Regions from separate parts of the Mus musculus genome. Here regions 2, 3, 4, 5 and 6 are each linked to region 1. Evidence: chromatin contacts called from public Micro-C and promoter capture Hi-C data. All regions are on one chromosome and are shown on one strand. Each heading gives the region's core, a stretch centred on a gene start, on an enhancer-like site or on the middle of the called end of the contact. The rest is flanking DNA. Distances are from core to core; before and after follow the strand shown. Region 1 holds the start of Ptprs (protein tyrosine phosphatase, receptor type, S). Region 2 holds the start of Rfx2 (regulatory factor X, 2 (influences HLA class II expression)). Region 3 holds the start of Mydgf (myeloid derived growth factor). Region 4 holds the start of Dus3l (dihydrouridine synthase 3-like (S. cerevisiae)). Region 5 holds the start of Ubxn6 (UBX domain protein 6). Region 6 holds the start of Sema6b (sema domain, transmembrane domain (TM), and cytoplasmic domain, (semaphorin) 6B).

The links. Promoter capture Hi-C pulls out the DNA fragments that hold promoters and counts their contacts. A called contact is a pair of places that touch in the nucleus more often than the background predicts.
Region 2: a promoter capture Hi-C map of pre-B cells shows a contact between it and region 1, with 2.3 times the contacts expected there. The contact joins the promoter of Rfx2 here to the promoter of Ptprs in region 1. A contact is called at or near these places in 1 of 39 promoter capture datasets (pre-B cells), 3 of 484 Hi-C or Micro-C datasets (CD4 T cells, double positive thymocytes and embryonic stem cells) and 2 of 115 datasets of contacts at active chromatin or transcription factors (memory CD8 T cells and pancreatic cancer cells).
Region 3: a contact with region 1 is called in a promoter capture Hi-C map of pre-B cells, with 2.3 times the contacts expected there. The contact joins the promoter of Mydgf here to the promoter of Ptprs in region 1. A contact is called at or near these places in 6 of 39 promoter capture datasets (the C10 cell line, cranial neural crest, embryonic stem cells and 2 more), 2 of 484 Hi-C or Micro-C datasets (embryonic stem cells and pre-B cells), 4 of 115 datasets of contacts at active chromatin or transcription factors (double positive thymocytes, large pre-B cells, memory CD8 T cells and 1 more) and 2 of 9 other capture datasets (liver and pancreatic islet).
Region 4: a contact with region 1 is called in a promoter capture Hi-C map of pre-B cells, with 2.3 times the contacts expected there. The contact joins the promoter of Dus3l here to the promoter of Ptprs in region 1. A contact is called at or near these places in 6 of 39 promoter capture datasets (the 3T3-L1 cell line, the HPC-7 cell line, cranial neural crest and 3 more), 4 of 484 Hi-C or Micro-C datasets (CD4 T cells and embryonic stem cells) and 3 of 115 datasets of contacts at active chromatin or transcription factors (bone marrow-derived macrophages, memory CD8 T cells and pancreatic cancer cells).
Region 5: a promoter capture Hi-C map of pre-B cells shows a contact between it and region 1. The contact joins the promoter of Ubxn6 here to the promoter of Ptprs in region 1. A contact is called at or near these places in 4 of 39 promoter capture datasets (the C10 cell line, the HPC-7 cell line, cranial neural crest and 1 more), 1 of 15 datasets of contacts at CTCF or cohesin (the NIH/3T3 cell line), 5 of 484 Hi-C or Micro-C datasets (CD8 T cells, muscle stem cells, nephron progenitors and 2 more), 4 of 115 datasets of contacts at active chromatin or transcription factors (bone marrow-derived macrophages, large pre-B cells, memory CD8 T cells and 1 more) and 2 of 9 other capture datasets (adipose tissue and liver).
Region 6: a Micro-C map of embryonic stem cells shows a contact between it and region 1, with 1.6 times the contacts expected there. The contact joins the promoter of Sema6b here to the promoter of Ptprs in region 1. A contact is called at or near these places in 9 of 39 promoter capture datasets (the C10 cell line, cranial neural crest, embryonic stem cells and 3 more), 1 of 15 datasets of contacts at CTCF or cohesin (large pre-B cells), 7 of 484 Hi-C or Micro-C datasets (CD4 T cells, embryonic stem cells, erythroblasts and 4 more), 4 of 115 datasets of contacts at active chromatin or transcription factors (embryonic stem cells, large pre-B cells, pancreatic cancer cells and 1 more) and 1 of 9 other capture datasets (adipose tissue).

Annotation. Positions count from the first base shown.
Region 1 is chr17:56,475,113-56,477,812 of GRCm38.p6, reverse strand. Ptprs (protein tyrosine phosphatase, receptor type, S) reads left to right here and starts at 1,333. Exons shown (of 33, transcript NM_011218.2): 1 at 1,333-1,473. It overlaps Gm32822 (a long non-coding RNA gene), which reads right to left. Exons shown (of 4, transcript XR_385656.4): 1 at 2,461-2,700; 2 at 1-1,597. Gm9258 (a long non-coding RNA gene) reads left to right here and starts at 1,540. Exons shown (of 1, transcript XR_105855.2): 1 at 1,540-2,465.
Region 2 is chr17:56,829,722-56,832,421 of GRCm38.p6, reverse strand. Rfx2 (regulatory factor X, 2 (influences HLA class II expression)) reads left to right here and starts at 1,414. Exons shown (of 17, transcript NM_009056.2): 1 at 1,414-1,539.
Region 3 is chr17:56,182,518-56,185,217 of GRCm38.p6, reverse strand. It overlaps Mydgf (myeloid derived growth factor), which reads left to right and starts at 1,298. Exons shown (of 6, transcript NM_080837.2): 1 at 1,298-1,479; 2 at 2,503-2,553. The coding sequence starts at 1,327. It also overlaps a transcript of Tnfaip8l1 not described here.
Region 4 is chr17:56,763,446-56,766,145 of GRCm38.p6, reverse strand. Dus3l (dihydrouridine synthase 3-like (S. cerevisiae)) reads right to left here and starts at 1,395. Exons shown (of 13, transcript NM_144858.2): 1 at 1,205-1,395; 2 at 354-621. The coding sequence starts at 1,290.
Region 5 is chr17:56,073,540-56,076,370 of GRCm38.p6, reverse strand. Ubxn6 (UBX domain protein 6) reads left to right here and starts at 1,345. Exons shown (of 11, transcript NM_001379361.1): 1 at 1,345-1,535. The coding sequence starts at 1,453.
Region 6 is chr17:56,138,962-56,141,661 of GRCm38.p6, reverse strand. It overlaps Sema6b (sema domain, transmembrane domain (TM), and cytoplasmic domain, (semaphorin) 6B), which reads left to right and starts at 1,319. Exons shown (of 17, transcript NM_001130456.1): 1 at 1,319-1,448.

The sequences.
Region 1 (2,700 bases), core at 84-2,583:
TCCCCTTCGCTGCTCACGAGGACCCAGGGGGCAGAAGCGGTTACTCAGTTCGGACAAACAAGGCAAGGCCTGGTTCCCTCCCTGATGGATGGCCAGTCTGCTCTGGCATGGCCAGTCCTGCCAGCACCCAGCTCCATAATATATGAGTACACACTGTGTGCAGCCAACAGTGCCATACACCTGCAGGGACTATGCAAGGATGTGGACATCTCCACAGAGTACCCAAACTTCAAGTACCTGCTGTGCATGAGAGAAACTACACTAAGGGCCCCTGAACACTATGCAAACCTCCGGCACCTTCTACGTGCTCCAATCTCGACTAGCACCACGTACGTCAATCAGGGTCACCCCAGTCAGGCAAGAGGACAAAGCCGTCTCTGCTAAACTGGCCGCGGTGCAGGCTCTGGGAAGCCCTGTTCTTAATTTAGGCTCCTTGTCAATTATTCATGGCACTCTTCCCCGTTTATGACCCAGTCCTTCCGCCCGGACTCTTCGGCTCCAGGCTCTTGCTCATGTCTCCAGCTCTGGGCCGGAATGAATGAATTCCAGAGGGGAAAAAAACCCAGACTGTAAAACAAAATCGTTTCGTTATTTGAGGCAGGGTCTCAGGTGCAGTCCACACTCGACTCACACTTGCAGCAATTCTCCTGCTGCTGTCTAAAAGTTTCGCACCCCATGCCTGTGACTACTCTTTTCTTTAAGGTGTTTTTCAGTCTTTTGCTGCATTTCATCTGTTTGGCATGTCTAGTAACTCAGTGGACATGGGTGTGTGCATACATGTGGAGGTCAGCGCCATAGGAGTCAGATTCCTCCTTCCACTATGGGACTTTGGGGATTGAAGTCAGGTTCTCTGGCTTGGGCTGCAAACACCTCTATTTGCCGAGCCATTTTGAGCCCCACCCCCACTTTTAAAAAATTTTTTTTAATGCCCAGCTCATCCTCCTTTTCCCAAGCTGGTCTCGAATTCATTGTTATCCCAGGCTGTTCAAAAACGACGTCCTCCTGCTTCAGCCTCTTCAGCCAGCAAGGCGGGCTTGATGGGAAAGATTTTAGGGAAAGGATATTTTGGCCAAAGAAAGCAGAGTGGGGAGACAGGCAGGAGGCTCAGGTCATCCTCAGTGTAACTTGAGGCCAGCATGGGCTACAACAGAACTTGAGTTTAAAAGGAATCCAGAGGAGACAGGCCGGGCCACGTGTCCCACGTCCCACGTGCTCCCCGGGCCTTCTACAGGCTCCTGAAGCACGTGACCCAGCAGCGCCTCCTCACTGGGCAGGCATCTGCGCGCAGGCGCAGTACTGTACACGGCCAGGCCCCAGGGCCGCGGCGGCGGAAGGGGTGACGTCACCGGCTGGGGGCGCGCGAGCCGCAGTGGGGTTTTGCCCCGCCCGCCAGGCAGCTCGGGCCGCGCGCACACGCGGAGCCGCCGGAGCCCGGGCCGACCCGGTGCCGGGAGCAGCATGCGGAGCCCGCAGGTACCGGGGTGCACGGGGCGCACGGGGGACACAGGGGGCGGGGTGGGCGGCGCCGGCTTTGTGCTTCCAAGCTTCTCCGCCTTTGTGCTCCGAAGGGGGTCCGGGCTGCAGCCGTAATCGGATTCTGCAAGAAGGAGAGGGATGTGGAGGACCTGGAGGGATGGAGCTGGAGAAATGGGGACCGCGAGGGTTGTGGACCCGGAGGGACAGAGACCCACAGAAACGGGAACCGGTAGAGACAGGGTCCAGGAGGGATGAGGACGCGCGCGGGCGACTTGGCCCGTACCCAGGGTCACCGACTGCACCAGCCGGGCGGGGACGCGGTGTGCGGTGCGCGGTGTCAGCGTCTGGAGCTGCAGACCGGGCCAGGCGCCTCAGATCACCTGGGGCTTCGGTTCCACCCTTCTGCGGTCCGGGCGCCCCCAACCCCCGACCTCCCCCAGCTTTGGGATTGGGACTGCTCATCCACCCTCATCCTCGCGATGCGGGGGCCTGTGGGGAACCCCGGGGAGCCAGCCTGCGGCCCTAAGGCCCCCGGTACACCCCAAGAGCCCCCCGACTGGCTGAGGGTGGTGACGTCACCGGGGGCGGGGACTGGGGCGCAGAAGGAAATGGGGTCCGAGAGCAGGTACCCCCGTTGCAATGCGAGCTGGGTCAGGGCCAAGTTCTCTGCTCATCGTGGAGCCTCTTCACCCCCAAACCCCAGCACCACTATGAGCGAGGATCCTTTTGATTGCCACACCCCCCAAATCCCTGTGCGTTACCCCTTTTCCCTGCTCTCAAATCTGCCTCCATATGCCCCCGAAAACCTGCAGCAGGTGTGAGCGCCCATCTTCCCGGTCACCCCTCACCTCGTCTCTCCCTCCAGTAGAACCTCCTAACGGTCACTTCCCCGGGTGTCTCCTGGCCTGGCAGGGGTTCCCTTACGCTCACTTTCCAACCTGAGCAAGGATGTCCCTCCCCCAATAAACCGTCCTTGGTGCTCACATGGAGACCTCTGAGGTGTCCCAAGCCTGGATGGGCACTCGGGGATCCAAAGAGTCTTCTACAGAGCAAGAGGGATCCCGAGGGTGTTAGATTGGTGGACACATCCTGTTCACCCATCTTTCTGCACCTGGATCCTGGGTCCTGGCTTCTGTACCCCCCGGGGGGTGCTGCTGTCTCTATGGTGCAGATAACGGCCGTCTGCTTTGTCTGGGCTAGCCTGGGACCCTCCTACTCGGGCTC
Region 2 (2,700 bases), core at 165-2,664, 350 kb before region 1:
TTACAGTTGAGTCTATGGGACTGGGTCTCTCAGCACGGGGGTGGGGGTGGGGGTGGGGGATGGGGACCGGACACTAGCTTTGTAGTGTAGGCAGCCAACAAAGTGGTGTTGTGGCACCAGGCTTCCAGTTGCTCCAATATATTTATTTTGGAAACTCCAGTCCTAGAGGCAGCGTCTACTGCCTTTCTCGCGGCCTAAGTTCAGGATTTCATGAGTTAGACTGTGCACAAATGCTTGGTGGCACCTGCCTCTCACCCTAGTAGTCAAGGACCTAAGACAAAAAGAACATTAACTTGGACTACATAGTGGGAATCTAGTCTAGCTTGGACTACTTAGCAAGACCCTGACTCACCGCTTTGGGCACATAAGCCCAAATTACCCATGTTCACTGGTGCAATTGGACGTTCAATGAATGAATGAATGAATGAATGAATGGAGCTATGGTCTGACAGCTCCTCCGCACTTGGGTCTCTGGGTTTAAACCTTTCCTTTTGCGTTAACTTTTCATTCTGTTTGTGTCATCCCACCAAAATATAAGCTTTATGAAGAGTCCACATTGAGACCTGTATATATATATGAACCAGAGAGGACAGAGAAGCGAGATGGGGTGGGTGAGGAGTTGTCAGCTTAGCCAGGACTGGTGAACACACACCCATCATCCCAGCACTAGGAGATGGAGCCAGGAAAATCAGGTGTTGGAGGCCAGCTTAAGCGGTGTAGTGAGTGTATACAAGACACCGGCTCAAAAAAAAAAAAAAAAAAAAAAAAAAAAGGAGAAGCGCTGGAGAGGAGGCTTCTGCTCTTGCAGAGGACCCGGGATCGGTCCCTGCTCAATTAGGCGGCTCATAGCAGACGGTCACTCTGGTTCCAGGGCGATCCAACGCTCTCTTCGGGTCTTCATGCGCATTGCATGCACACGCATAGACAACAATCTTTAAAAAAAAAGTTTTCAGTTTGTGGACCATGAAAGAGCAGGCGCAAGGCCAGAGTCTGCTGCTCCCCTTAGACGGTGAGCGCCTCCGGTCTAGCGGAATCACCGTAACTCCGCAAAACACGCACTGCCACCAGTGGGCCCTCGCGCACCTCCTTAGAGCCAACCCTTCCCGGGAGCCGCGCGCCTCCCGCCAGGCCCCGCCCTCCTTCTCAGCGATTGGCTGGTATTCTACCCAAGGACCTGCCCCTTCACCTCTGACGGGCACTATGAAAGCCAATGGGGAGATCGCCCGCCCTCCCCGAGGCCGTTGGAGGCGGGCATGGGCGGGCCGTTGGAGGGGGCGGGGCGTGCAGCTTGGTAACCGTTGCCGGGCGCAACGCCCCGCCCCGTGAGGGCAGCGCGAGGCTGAGGCGGGCGGGCGCCTGCTGCGGGCGGGCGCTGCGGGCGGGCGGGAGGGCGGCGGGAGCCGGAGGAGGAGCGGCCGGCGCCGCCACCGCCGCCGCCATAGAGACTGTAGCCGTGGAGACTGTTACTTACCAACGCGGAGCGACACGCAGCGGCCGACGCCGCGGGAGCCGCTACCGGAACTCCCTGCCGAACTCCAGGTGAGCGGTGCGGGCCGGGGCAGGGGGCGGTGGCGGAGGGGGGGGGGACCCCGCTGGAGGGGGGTCGCGGGGGCGGGCGCGGCCGGACCCGGCGCCCCAACTTTGCAGACGCCAACCTCATCCAATCCTGATAGGCGCCTCTGATTTGGGGGAGCCCTGGGCTGGGTGGAACCCCTCTCACACTCTCAAAAGTTTGTAAAGTGAAGCGATCTCTTCTCGCCTTTGACGCACTAAATCTGACTTTGAGGAGCGGGGACTCCAGAAGACCCCTCCTTGTCTCTTACTCCACAACACCTGAAACTCGGAGGCGCCCTCAAACTAGTCAGTCCTCTCTTTGACTACTCCCAAAGCCTGAATTGGAGTTGCCCCAAACCCGCTCCTTGCTGTCATCCCCCTAAAACCTGAGTTGGGGGCTCCCACAGAGCCAGCCATTCTCGTCCAAGTCTGAAAACCCAGAGGCACCGTCTCCCTTTTATACTTATGAAATCGGGGTTCTGGCTTTTATCCATGTACTTAACTCCGAGGGTACTCTTCTGCTTGCCTCATAGTTCTGACCCTCGGGTTTCCTTCTTGACTTAGGATTTGGGGGCTCCGGCACCGTTTTCTTGTGCTTTGACCAAAATAGTCACTGCGTTTGTTCTGTTCTGGAAGGAACTCCTCCCTTCGCGTTTTCTTGCCCATCCCAAATACCCCCGGCGCCCCAAATCCTCGGACCACTCTCCCCTGGAACCCGACACCGCTGCGTTTGGGGGTCCTTTACCATGCCGCTCCGGGAAGCTCAAGCGCACCCATAGCGTCCTCTTTGCCGAGATCCCCAATCTAGAAAACTTTCCCGAAGGAAAATATTGTGTGAACCGTTTGTAGGAAGATCCAGGAGGCCGGGAGAGTGCGTGCGCAGCCCTCCTGTGCACAGGCAGCACATCCCAAAACACCGGATTGTCTTCCTCGCCCCTTTCCATGGGTCATATCCGAGTTCGCAGTTGGGATTCGCTAGGGCTGCGGTTGTTTCCTTGGACCCTAGAGAGCTCGGTTCCGGACAGAGCCCCCTAGGGTGGCGGGGAGGGGAGTTGGGGCGGGGAACGCACCAAGAAACAGCTGGGACCGCTGTCTCTCCTGAGACTTCACCCCTACTTTAGTACGTCTCCGGAACACTCCGGTACT
Region 3 (2,700 bases), core at 49-2,548, 290 kb after region 1:
GCAGGCTAAGGTGGCATCAGCAGCCATTTGAGAGGAAATGAGGTACTTGTAACTAGATAGAGGATCACTTAGCCGTAGAGTCTAATTTTAAGATACTTATTTTCTGTTGTGCAAGGCTGCTTGCCCCAATTCACATGTAGTGAGAACAGCTTTTAGGAGTCAGTTCTACCACCATCTAGTGACCAGGGCTGAAGTCATGGCTGCAAGCCCTTTACTCACTATTCCATCTCGCTGGCCAGTGGAAAGATGGGAAAATTATTCAGCAGCAGAGGGCTGGCCAGGCATGCTCTAGGTCCGGTAACAGCATAGCAACACCTGTGACCTATAGGAAGCTGCAAAACCGGAAGAATTCACTTTTAAAGTATTGCTATTATTATATTATTTTCATGTCTGTCTGTGTACCACATGCATACCTGGTACCTGCAGAGGCCAGAAGAAGACATCGGATCTCTTGGAAATGGAGTTAAAGTTGTAAAGCACCATGTGGGTGCTGGGCTTCAAATCTTGGTCCTCTATAGAACAGCCAGTGCTCTTAATTGCTGAGCCATCACCGCAGCCCTCACAATAAAATATTTTTGAAAAATATGCCGGGAAGTGGTGTCGCACACCTTTAATCCCAGCACTTGGGAGGCAGAGGGAGGTGGATTTCTGAGTTTGAGGCCAACCTAGTCTACAGAGTGAGTTCCAGGACAGCCAGGGCTACAGAGACCCCCCACCAAAAAAAACACAAAAAACAAACCTTAATACACACACACACACACACACACACACACACACACACACACACACACACACACATATATGTAAAATATGTTACAAAACAAAAAACAATCAACAGGTGGTGGTGGAGGCCTACGCCTTAATCTCAGCACTCAGGTGGCAGAGTCAGGCAGATCTCTGAGTTCCCGGCTAGCCTGGAGAGATTTCCAGGACCTTGTCTCGTCAAAACCAAAAAAATAGGACAAATAAAAGTGAAATAAACCATATTTATTAACAAATGGATAATCTAACAAAATTAAACACTGTCAACCCCCATGTTGTCCTGAAGTGAGTCCGGGAGCCCATTTAAGTGAGATATAAAAATATCCGGGGGGGAGGCAAAAGTTACCTGCAAACTCCAACCCAAACAAGCGCCAAGACGAAGTCGCCCTCCAGGCATCCGCGAGCGTCAATCAGAGGCGCTGTAGTGCATCACGTGCCAAGTCGAGTCCCGCCCCACCATGGCAGCCAAATCGGGCGGGGCGACGTTGTCACCGTTCGGCGCTGACGTGTCCCGCGCGTGTCACTCCACGTTCGCGAGCGCCTGCGCATTGCCCCGGAAGCAAGATGGCAGCCCCCAGCGGAGGCTTCTGGACTGCGGTGGTCCTGGCGGCCGCAGCGCTGAAATTGGCCGCCGCTGTGTCCGAGCCCACCACCGTGCCATTTGACGTGAGGCCCGGAGGGGTCGTGCATTCGTTCTCCCAGGACGTAGGACCCGGGGTACGTGCTAAGCCTCCTGCCCGGGAATCGATGCCTATGGACTTCCGATCAGGTGGTCCTGGAGACCGGGTGGAGTGGCAGAGGCAGGGTTACCTGAAGAAGGGACCTGGCTGCCTCGTCTGTCTTCTGTCAGTCACTCCCTACCTGCAAGGCGACTTCCCCTTGCCCATCTCATTGTAGAAAAGGGAATACTGGTTGATAAGAGCAGCGGATCTAGGGGACTGGCTATACAGGTCGCACGTGGGTTACTCACTGAACCCGGACTAGAGCGGGAGCACCCCCCAAGCCTTACACGAGTCCATCACCTCTCCTTTCAGCGAGCCAGCAGTCAGCCTAGCCTCTGCCCGCCCCAGCTTGGCTTCTGGGACAGCGGTGTCCCTAGTGACCATTTCTTGAGACCATTACTATAGTCCTGTGCTTTCTGGCAGGTTTGTGTTGTGGGCAGGAAGCAGTACAAGCTTGTATCTAACAGGAGCCCCGAGTACTGACCTCATAGGTGATGTTCTAGGGATGATTGCTGAAGGCCATTTGACCTTCCTAGGAAATCACAGTGATTTGAGCAAAGTTCTGAGCTCCTGAGAGGAGAGAGATCTGGTGGCCTCTGGAGGGTGTACTGAGGGATGGAACCTAGAGTCTCACATCGGCAGAGCCAGGGTTCTGCCCCGCCCTAGGCAGGGGCTCCACCCCTGAGCCACATCCCTAGCTCCTCATTAGGGGATTCTAGGTGGGACTCCACCCCTGAGTCACCCTCCCAACCCCTCACTGCTGGATTCTGGACAGGCTCAACCCTTGACCTTCTGGGCAGGGGCTGATGTATATCTCAGTCCTTTTTGATCTGTTTTACATCGGGACAGCACCTTGCTAAGTCACCCAGGCTAGCTTATGTCCCAGTTCCCAGTTCTGCGTCAGCCTCCTGGATACCAGAGATGATGTGCATACAGGACCATGCCCAGTATGCTAGGGTCTTGGTTCTGAGTATTGAGATCTTTGCTCTTCAGCCTCCTTTTATTTCTCCTTCTACAGAACAAGTTTACATGTACATTCACCTACGCTTCCCAAGGAGGGACCAACGAGGTAAGTTCCTCAGGGTGTCACACGACTGGTGTCAAGGGAAAGTGGCCAGACTCCCGAGGCTCTAAAGTCCCAGTCCCTTGAGCCTGAAGGACTTCTAGTTGCCTTGGCTTCCGCCTAATGGAATCAGCAGCCCACAGTGCTGATCCC
Region 4 (2,700 bases), core at 146-2,645, 290 kb before region 1:
ATAAATAAATAAATAAATAAATCTTTTTAAAAAAAAAAGGTAAATTGAAATAGCTGAGCACATCTTTAATCCCAGAACTTGGGAGTGCTCTCTGAGTTCAGGACCAGCCTAGTTTACAGAGTGAGTTCCAGGTCAGCCAGGGCTACACAGAGAAACCCTGTCTCAAAAAAACCAAAAATAAATAAATTCAAGTGTGATGTGTAGATAGGCTGAGGGTCAATGACTTTGAAGGCAGCACCAGGGGCCAAGGCAAGGCACTACTAGGTCGAGTCCCTGTAGGTCAAGGGTCATATATATTTGTCACAGCACAGCATCTTCAGACTTTAAGCCAAGCCTGTAGAGCCACCCCTCACCTGGAGGAAGGACGGGCAGAGCCTGTCCTTGTCGTAGTGTGCTGGCTTCACATGGGGCCGGCTTTTGTTTTGGCCACGGGCCCTCTTGGGCACCTGCCTTTCACGGGATTCAATTGCCACCTCTGTCTTCCCATTTTCCTGCCCATCTTCCAGGCGAATTCTTTTGGCCCCTGGCTCAGCTGGGTCTCCTGTGGGCACTTCCTGGCATGCACCCTCCTGCTTGTCTCCATCCAGATATTCGTGGAACCGTTCTTTGGTTGTGCGGTACCTGCCAGAGCGGGAGAGGCTCGATGTGCACAGGGAAAGGGGCTTGGGGGCTAATGCCAAGCTCACGTGCTCCTGCTTGCAGGAAGCTTTCCCTACTTAGAACCAGCCAGTTTTCACCCAGTGCCACGGGGACACCTGTTTTACACTTGAAGGAGCCATTTGTGTCTCTGCTCTGAGAACTGAATTGCCTTAAGGGTTGCGACACACAAATATCAATATCCTTGGTAGGCTACGAAGGAACTACAAACCCCAGCATGCTTGGCAGCGAGACTCAAGCTACCACCCTTCCCAGGTCTTTCGCTGCGAGCCATTTTTTTTTCCCTCGTGGAGACTACAAGCCCCACCATGCACCTCGGGCCCTGCTTCTGGTTCCCCAAAGCTGCCTATGTGCACAGCCGGCCTCATGGCTTGTGACAACCAACACATGTTACACTCGTGTGTCAGCAGAAGGTAGGTAAAGACTTTGGCGCCTCCGGGATGCCGCTCTCCAGGATGCCGCCACACCTCCCAGCATGCACCACTCGCACCCGCCACGGACGCCGGGAAGGCCACATCAGCTTCGCTGACGGGCGCCAGCGACTCACTGAGCTTTAATGGGCGCCACCCCCCGTTCGCACGCGCCAACCCCGGAGTCACCGCCACCACCGCTCTCCGCTGCCGTCTCCGCCATCGATGCCCCTCACACCAGCTCTGGAGTGTGGCAGGAAAGTCTTCCGGGTCGCTCGTGTCCTCTGGAGCCTACAGAAAGAAATGCGCACGCTCAGACTACAGCAATGCTGCTAAGGCGCGCGTGCGCACGACCGTGGGGGCGGGGGGGGGGGGGGCCAAGGCTGCGCAGGAAACGGAAGTGCTCAAGGGTCCCGGAGGGGTTCTTGTCGGTCATCCGTGGGTCACTCTTGATCCGTGGAAGTGAATCTGGGGGTGTGGGTGTGGGTGCAGCTCACACTCACCTACTCTGCTTCTGTCCCTTTTACAAACGAGTCTGTTATTTTATAATAAAAAACCGCAGCCCGAGCGGTGTTGCGCACGCCTTTAATCCCAGCACTGGGGAGATCGAGTCAGGTGAATCATGAGTTCGAGGCCAGCCTGGTCTATAGAGTGAGGTCCAGAACAGCCTGAGCTACTCAGAGAAACCGTGTCTCAGAAGACAAACAAAAAATACCAACAGCTTTGAAGGATCAAATGACTTCACGGGGACACGCTGTCCTTTGACAGTGCCCTTCGTGAGCCACTGTGGCCCATAAACGCGTGGCAATTTGAATTATTTTTATTGTACTGCCTTTTCTTTTCTTTTTTCTTTTTTTTTTTTTTTTTGAGACAGCGTCTCACTATGTAGCCCAGGCAAGCCTCAAACTCAGAAATCCTCCTGCCTCTGCCTCCCAAGTGCTGGGATTAAAGGTGTGTGCCAGCGTTACTTTGAAAGTGACATTTACTCATCTATTGTGTGTGTGTGGGTCTCCTGTGTGTCACCCTTATGTGGAGGTCATATGACAATGGGGGGCGGGGGTCCCTGCATCCCCATGTCGGTCCCGGGATTGAACTCAGCCCCTTGAGCCTGACATCAGGCACTTCTCCGATCCTGCAATTACTATTTTAATAAAAATGTGCTTAAACATGTAAGAACAGCACTTGGGTGGATCGGGAGGTAGTGTTTTGTTTTTGTTTTGGTTTTTTTTTTTTTGGGGGGGGGGGAGGGGGTCGAGACAGGGTTTCTCTGTATAGCCCTGGCAGTCCTGGTGTTTGAGGCCAGCCTGAGCTACATGTCTCAACCAAAGCCAAGTCAAACCAATCAGTATTTAAATTTATTTAATTCATGGAGATGGGGGTCTCACCCTGTAGCCCAGGCTGTCCCGCAACGCACGAACTAGACTCTGCTGGTTGTATAACATAAGGGGAAACAGGCCCAGAGAGGTAAAGCGATTAATTAGCCTTAGACCACAATAGCACCCTGTTTGCGCCATTGCTCTCTACCGTCCCTACTGGGCAAGATGGGAATAACAATGCATTTTAAGGCTGAGGCTCCTTTGTAGCGTCTACAATTGGGTTGTGATAAGGACACGCTCTTGGAAGAAACAGGGCT
Region 5 (2,831 bases), core at 96-2,595, 400 kb after region 1:
GCTGGTGAGATGGCTCAACGGTTAAGAGCACTGACTGCTCTTCCAAAGGTCCTGAGTTCAAATCCCAGCAACCACATGGTGGCTCACAATCATCCCTAACAAAAATCTGATGCCCTCTTCTGGAGTGTCTGAAGACAGCTACAGTGTACATACATATAATAAATAAATAAATAAATAAATAAATAAATAAATAAATAAACAAATCTTAAAAAAAATTATTTGTATGTGAGTACACTGTTGCTCCCTTCAGACAAACCAGAAGAGGGCACTGCATCCCATTATAGATGATTGGGAGTCATCATGTGGTTGCTGGGAATTGAACTCAGGACCTCTAGAAGATCTTATCCGCTGAGCCATCTCTCCAGCCCACATCCTGGCTGCCTTCTTTAAGGTGCTCCACTCCTCTCTTCACTGTAGCTCTTGGAAACCTGTCTTCCACAGTTCTCATCAAATGCCTCCATTGCTCTCCTCCAGCCATGGGGCTTGTTTCCTTGAAATCACCAGGGTGTCCCATCCTTCAGCTTTGTGCATTTTTGGATCTAATGGTTGGCAAAACTAATAAAATTATTAACAGCCTGGGTAGCCCACAAAGCTGCTTTATCTCTGACAAATTTCACACCAACACAGACGAAAGCTTGCCCATAGGCACTTCAGTTACATGATCCAAAGACCACAATGCCATGCGCATTAGGGTAGAATTACATGCACACAGACAGGGGGTGCAGAAGAGCTCCTGGAATCTCAAGTTTGTGTCCAATGACCCACTTCCCCCCTTCTTTCTAATGAGTGACCATTAACAGTGAAGTATATGATTTTGGGGGTCTCTTGCACAGTCACAGTGATTCTGATCTAGATGATGGCTGTTTTTCACATGAACAGTAGTGTTCTAAAAAGCCTGAGTCCAGAGCATCCAACTTTTTGTTGTGTGTACACACCACACGAGATGGAAGTGTTGGAGGAGATTAAACTCAGCTTTGCACATGTTGAGCAAGCCCTGTACCAACTGCGGTCTCTGCTTTGACCTTGCCTGTACCAATCTCTCTGTCGGCTCCTTCTAGCTTGTCTCTCCCAGAGCAGATTTCAGGCTCATGCACAGTACATTCATACTCATTTTCTCTGTAGTATGGACTGGCCTTGAACTCCTGACATCCACCCTGGTTCCAGTAGCTCTGGGTACTCTTCTAGGCTGCTCGCTGTTTGGATGCTCTCTTTAAGCTCCCCTGGTGGCTGCTGCGGTCTTAAGGGAGGCGAGCCTGTCGCCCCGGCAACGGCGTCCGCAGACAGGAAGATGGCGCCCCGCCCGCGCGAGGTGCTGCAAGGCGATTGTCACGTGAACCAGGCGGGACTTCCGTCGCCGCGATATTTTCTTTCCGGTGGTTGGCCGCCTGCTCCTCATCCACCCGGGCCCTGCGCCCTCCGCCCTGCGGCCCAAGCCGCCGGGCCGCTGCCGCCATGAAGAAGTTCTTCCAGGAAATCAAGGCTGACATCAAGTTCAAGAGCGCGGGGCCCGGCCAGAAGCTTACGGATTCCGCAGGGTATGTGACGCTGGTTGGGCGACGGAGAGGGCGAGGGCCAGGGGGCAAAAAGGGCCGGCGGTTGGGTGTCAGGGTCTTTCTAGGCTATGCTTAGCAGGAGTAGATTGGTGGGTGGGGTGTGGAAGATTGTAAGGCAGGGGCGGAGCCTACAATGAGGGCGGGGCGTTGTAGCAGTGGTGGGCGGGGCAGAAGGGAGGGCAGTTGTGTGGTGTAGCACGGGTGGGCGGGGCGCTAAGGGTAGGCGTGGGCGGTCGTGGCCAGGGCGCGTTGGTCACTGCTTAGAGACTCTTGGTTCTGGGTGGTGAGAAGGGACGGGGCAATGCCCAGAATTTAGCTAAGAGAAGAGCCGCCTAAAGGTGTGGCCTTGGCGAAATGTGGGTAGGAAGGACCTAAGAGAAGGTGTGGGAAGAAGGTCTGTGAGAGATGTTAAGACTTCTTTGTAGGTTGTGTGGTAATCTGGGAGGGGTTGGGGAGTGAGAGAGGATTATAGAAGGATCTTGGAGGAGTGTGGAAACCAGAGAGGCCCAGACCCAGAATGTTGTTGAGTGGTTGGGGTGACAGGTGAAGATGGGATCTCTGTGGGGGCCTTGGCAACTCCGGGTCTTCCAGGAGTACTTTCCTGGAGTTCTTTCCGGAGAACTTTGTGTTCTGGAGAGGGAGGTAAGGCATGTTGGAGCTGCTCAGAAGGGGTGAAGTAGAGATTGGAGACAGCTACAGGCTACCAGGGAGTAGTCTGCAGGAAGTATATGTGGAGGAAAATGACAACCAGCGACTGGGGCTGAATGTGAGGAGAAGGAGGGGCCTGCAAGCCAGGGCTAGAAGGGAGGTAAACACACCAGGGTACAGCTACAAATAGTGGGGCAGTTTCAATGATGAGAGGAACATGGAGGTTCAAAGGATCCTCAGGCCAGAAGTTGGAGGGGATGGTCCAGTGTCCGTGATCTGTGTGTGATCTATAAAAGTAAATGTCACTTTTATTTCCTCAGATGAAGTGATGAGAGCTGCAACCATGCTCTGTGAACACAACACACTGCTTGGGCTGAGCTCAGAGCATTATCCATGTTCTAACAACTATCCCAGGAAGCTTCTAGCATCTGTACAATCTAATTAACCAAGCTGACTAATTCAATTTGGCTTCTCTCAATTTCTCACTGAAGTGCTCTGCTTGGACTCAAACTAAGTCTGGCAGTCTCTTCTAATCTTCTGGTTCCTTCTCATTCTCTCGCTGCAACCTGCCTCTGAACTGCACTGGCAGGCTGAACTGCTTTCAACTCTCTCTCTCTGTGCTGCCTTTTG
Region 6 (2,700 bases), core at 70-2,569, 340 kb after region 1:
TGGAGCCGGCTGGGGGAGGGCGACTTGACCTCCAGGCCGGTCTGTGAAAGAGGCGTCATTCATGACCATGGGGCCTTTGTTCAGACAGGTCTCCCTGGGGACAGGCCATCCCTGCACCCCCACTCTGCCTTGCACTCCCTGCCAAATCCACCCGTGAGCCTTCAGGGGCCCGGTGTCCCCCCTCCCCCTCTGCCACCCCCAGCAGCCACTGAGCCCTCTGCACCTTGACTTTTGCAGCCACTGGTCACCTTGGCAGCCACCCTCCCATTCCCCCCGACGCCCCCCTGGGCCGAAAAACATTGTTAGAGCTGCGCTCAATAAATGTTTGCCGGACAAATTGGTTCATAGGCCAAGCAGAGTAGGCTGAGAACTGGCTTCATCTTCTGCCTCAGTTTCTCCACAGAAGCTGTGTCTGGCTGATATGCGGCAAAGCTGATGGGCCACAGTGAGGTCTCAGCCTGTCGCCACAGTGGTGACACCAAGGAGTCTGCTCCAGCCCCTCAGGGTGTGCACAGGTCAGAGTTAAAATCCTGACACCCACAGATTTGGCTGTCCCGGGCAGCTCACAGTCCCAACCTTTGGTTGAGTGTCCTCAGCTGGATGGGCTTCAGGGCGACCCTGTGAGCAGGATTCAACTCCACACACAATTACAAAAGCAGTTGTGTGGTGCTTACTGTATACTGGAGGTGCCATCAGTATACTTACTGTATTCTGAGGCAATGCCTAGCCCAATCGGAAAGAGGTTTTCATTCAGCGTCATGGCTGGGATGAGGAGGGGCTTTGGACAGAGGGAAACTGAGGCATGGAAAGAGATATCTTGCTGTCCCAATGTCCCTCAGAAAGTGAGTGTTGGCGGCGTGCTGGGGCAGGCCTTTAGCCTAGACTCCCCAGGAGAGTCTGTCTTAGTCAATCAATCATTATAAATAAAAAATGAGACCTTGGTGGTTTGACTCAATGATGTCATGAGCCACCAGGACCGTGGGACCACGTCCATGAGGTTCCTGTGTGTGGGTGACTGGTCAGATGAATTGGGAATTCACTAGAATATACCAGAAAACATCTATGGAGTGCCTACGGTATACTGGAGATGCCCAGAGTCAGAACAGCGCCCAGCTCAGTGCGGGAGTCGGTGGTCTTCAGAACCACCCCAGTAGAGAGAAGTGGGAGGCAGAGAAAGGGAAACTGAGGCCAAGGATGGTGGAGGCGCCCCCTCCCGTCCGTGCTCCGCTCCTTGGTGGTCTGCTCCGGGTTTTGCGAAGCTCCGAGCTCGGGCGCTGGGGGCGGAGGTGGCGGAGCTGCGAGTCGCAGCGGCGGCGGCAGAGATGCGGCCCCGGCCGGGACACCGCGCTGCGCCCCCGCGGGAGCCGCCCGCGCGTGGGAGCCCGGGCTGAGACGCTGCGGGGCCGGGGCCGGGGCCGAGCCGAGCAGGTGCTCGGCCTGCGCTGGAGGTGAGTGCAGGGACGGACGCGGGGACGCACCTTGGACAGATGCACGGGGGACAGATGCGGCGACGGACGCAGGGACGGACGCAGGGACAGACGCAGGGACAGATGCAGGGACAGATGCAGTGGGCATGCACGCACCAGGCGCGCACAGGGCGCGGGCGCCTCGTGCAGCGGCACTGGCTTGGGGGGCCCCCCGCGTGCGGTCGCAGCTCCAGCGCCCTGGGCGGGGCTAACGGGCTGCGCAGCGGGCGGGGATTGCAGCCAAGGCCCCGGCTCATCGCGCCGGGGCACTGACAGTGGCTTCGAATTATTGGGGTGACGGCCTACTGATGGGGGCGGGGGAGGGGGCGGGACACATAGCCGCGACCTTTCGTGGGTCCCCACGCGGCCCTGTGCACCAGCTGTCCCCAAGCTCTTGGGTACCGGCTGGTCTTCGCCGGCCGCGCAACTGACATGGGGGGGGGGCAGTCCGCGGCCAACGCCCCCGCTGCAGCACAGCCCTAAGCTGGGCTGCCAGCCCCCCCCCCCAAAGCCTGACAATGGGACAAAGGAGCGTCTCTGGCAGCCGCGCGGGGTGGGTGCCACCGTGGCCCCCCTGGCCGACCGCGGTGCTGATTGGTCCCTGGAGCGGGGGTCACGTGCCCCATTCTGCTCTCCACTGCCGACTTTGGGGCGCCTCCCCAGGGCTGCTGCCAGGCCGAACCCCCCACCTTGGCCTCAGATGGTGAATTCTAGGCCTACAACAGCCCTGAGGTCGGGAGGGACTCCTGGGTCCCAGGTCCTCTCTGCCTGGTCTCTGTCACTGAACCCCCAACCCCCGCCGCCTAAGGTCGGTGTCACTCTCATCTGAGGTTCCCAGGTCTCTGTCACCTGCCTGAGGTCTGTGTTGCTCCCCATCTGAGGTCTGTGTTGCTCTCCAGGTCTCCGGGACCCTGGCAGGTCTGTGTCACACTGCCTGACGTCTGTGTCACCCCCAACTTCTTATTTTTTACCTGCTCGATGCCCCAATCCCAAACTGAATGTGATGGAGTTGGGAACCCCAATATTGCAGGCCAACAAGCTTTGGGTGGAGGAGGGTGGCCCTGGGGACAGAATGGCTGGAGGGACTTGCCAGAGCGCCTCTGCCTGGTTACAACGTGCCTTTCTTTCTCTGTATCTTGGACTCGGGTTTTCTGGCTGATTTTCAGGGTGCACGATTGCCTGCGGGCTATTTACAGAGGTTAGAAGTGGGAGAGGTTTGAGGTTCAAGGCCTGG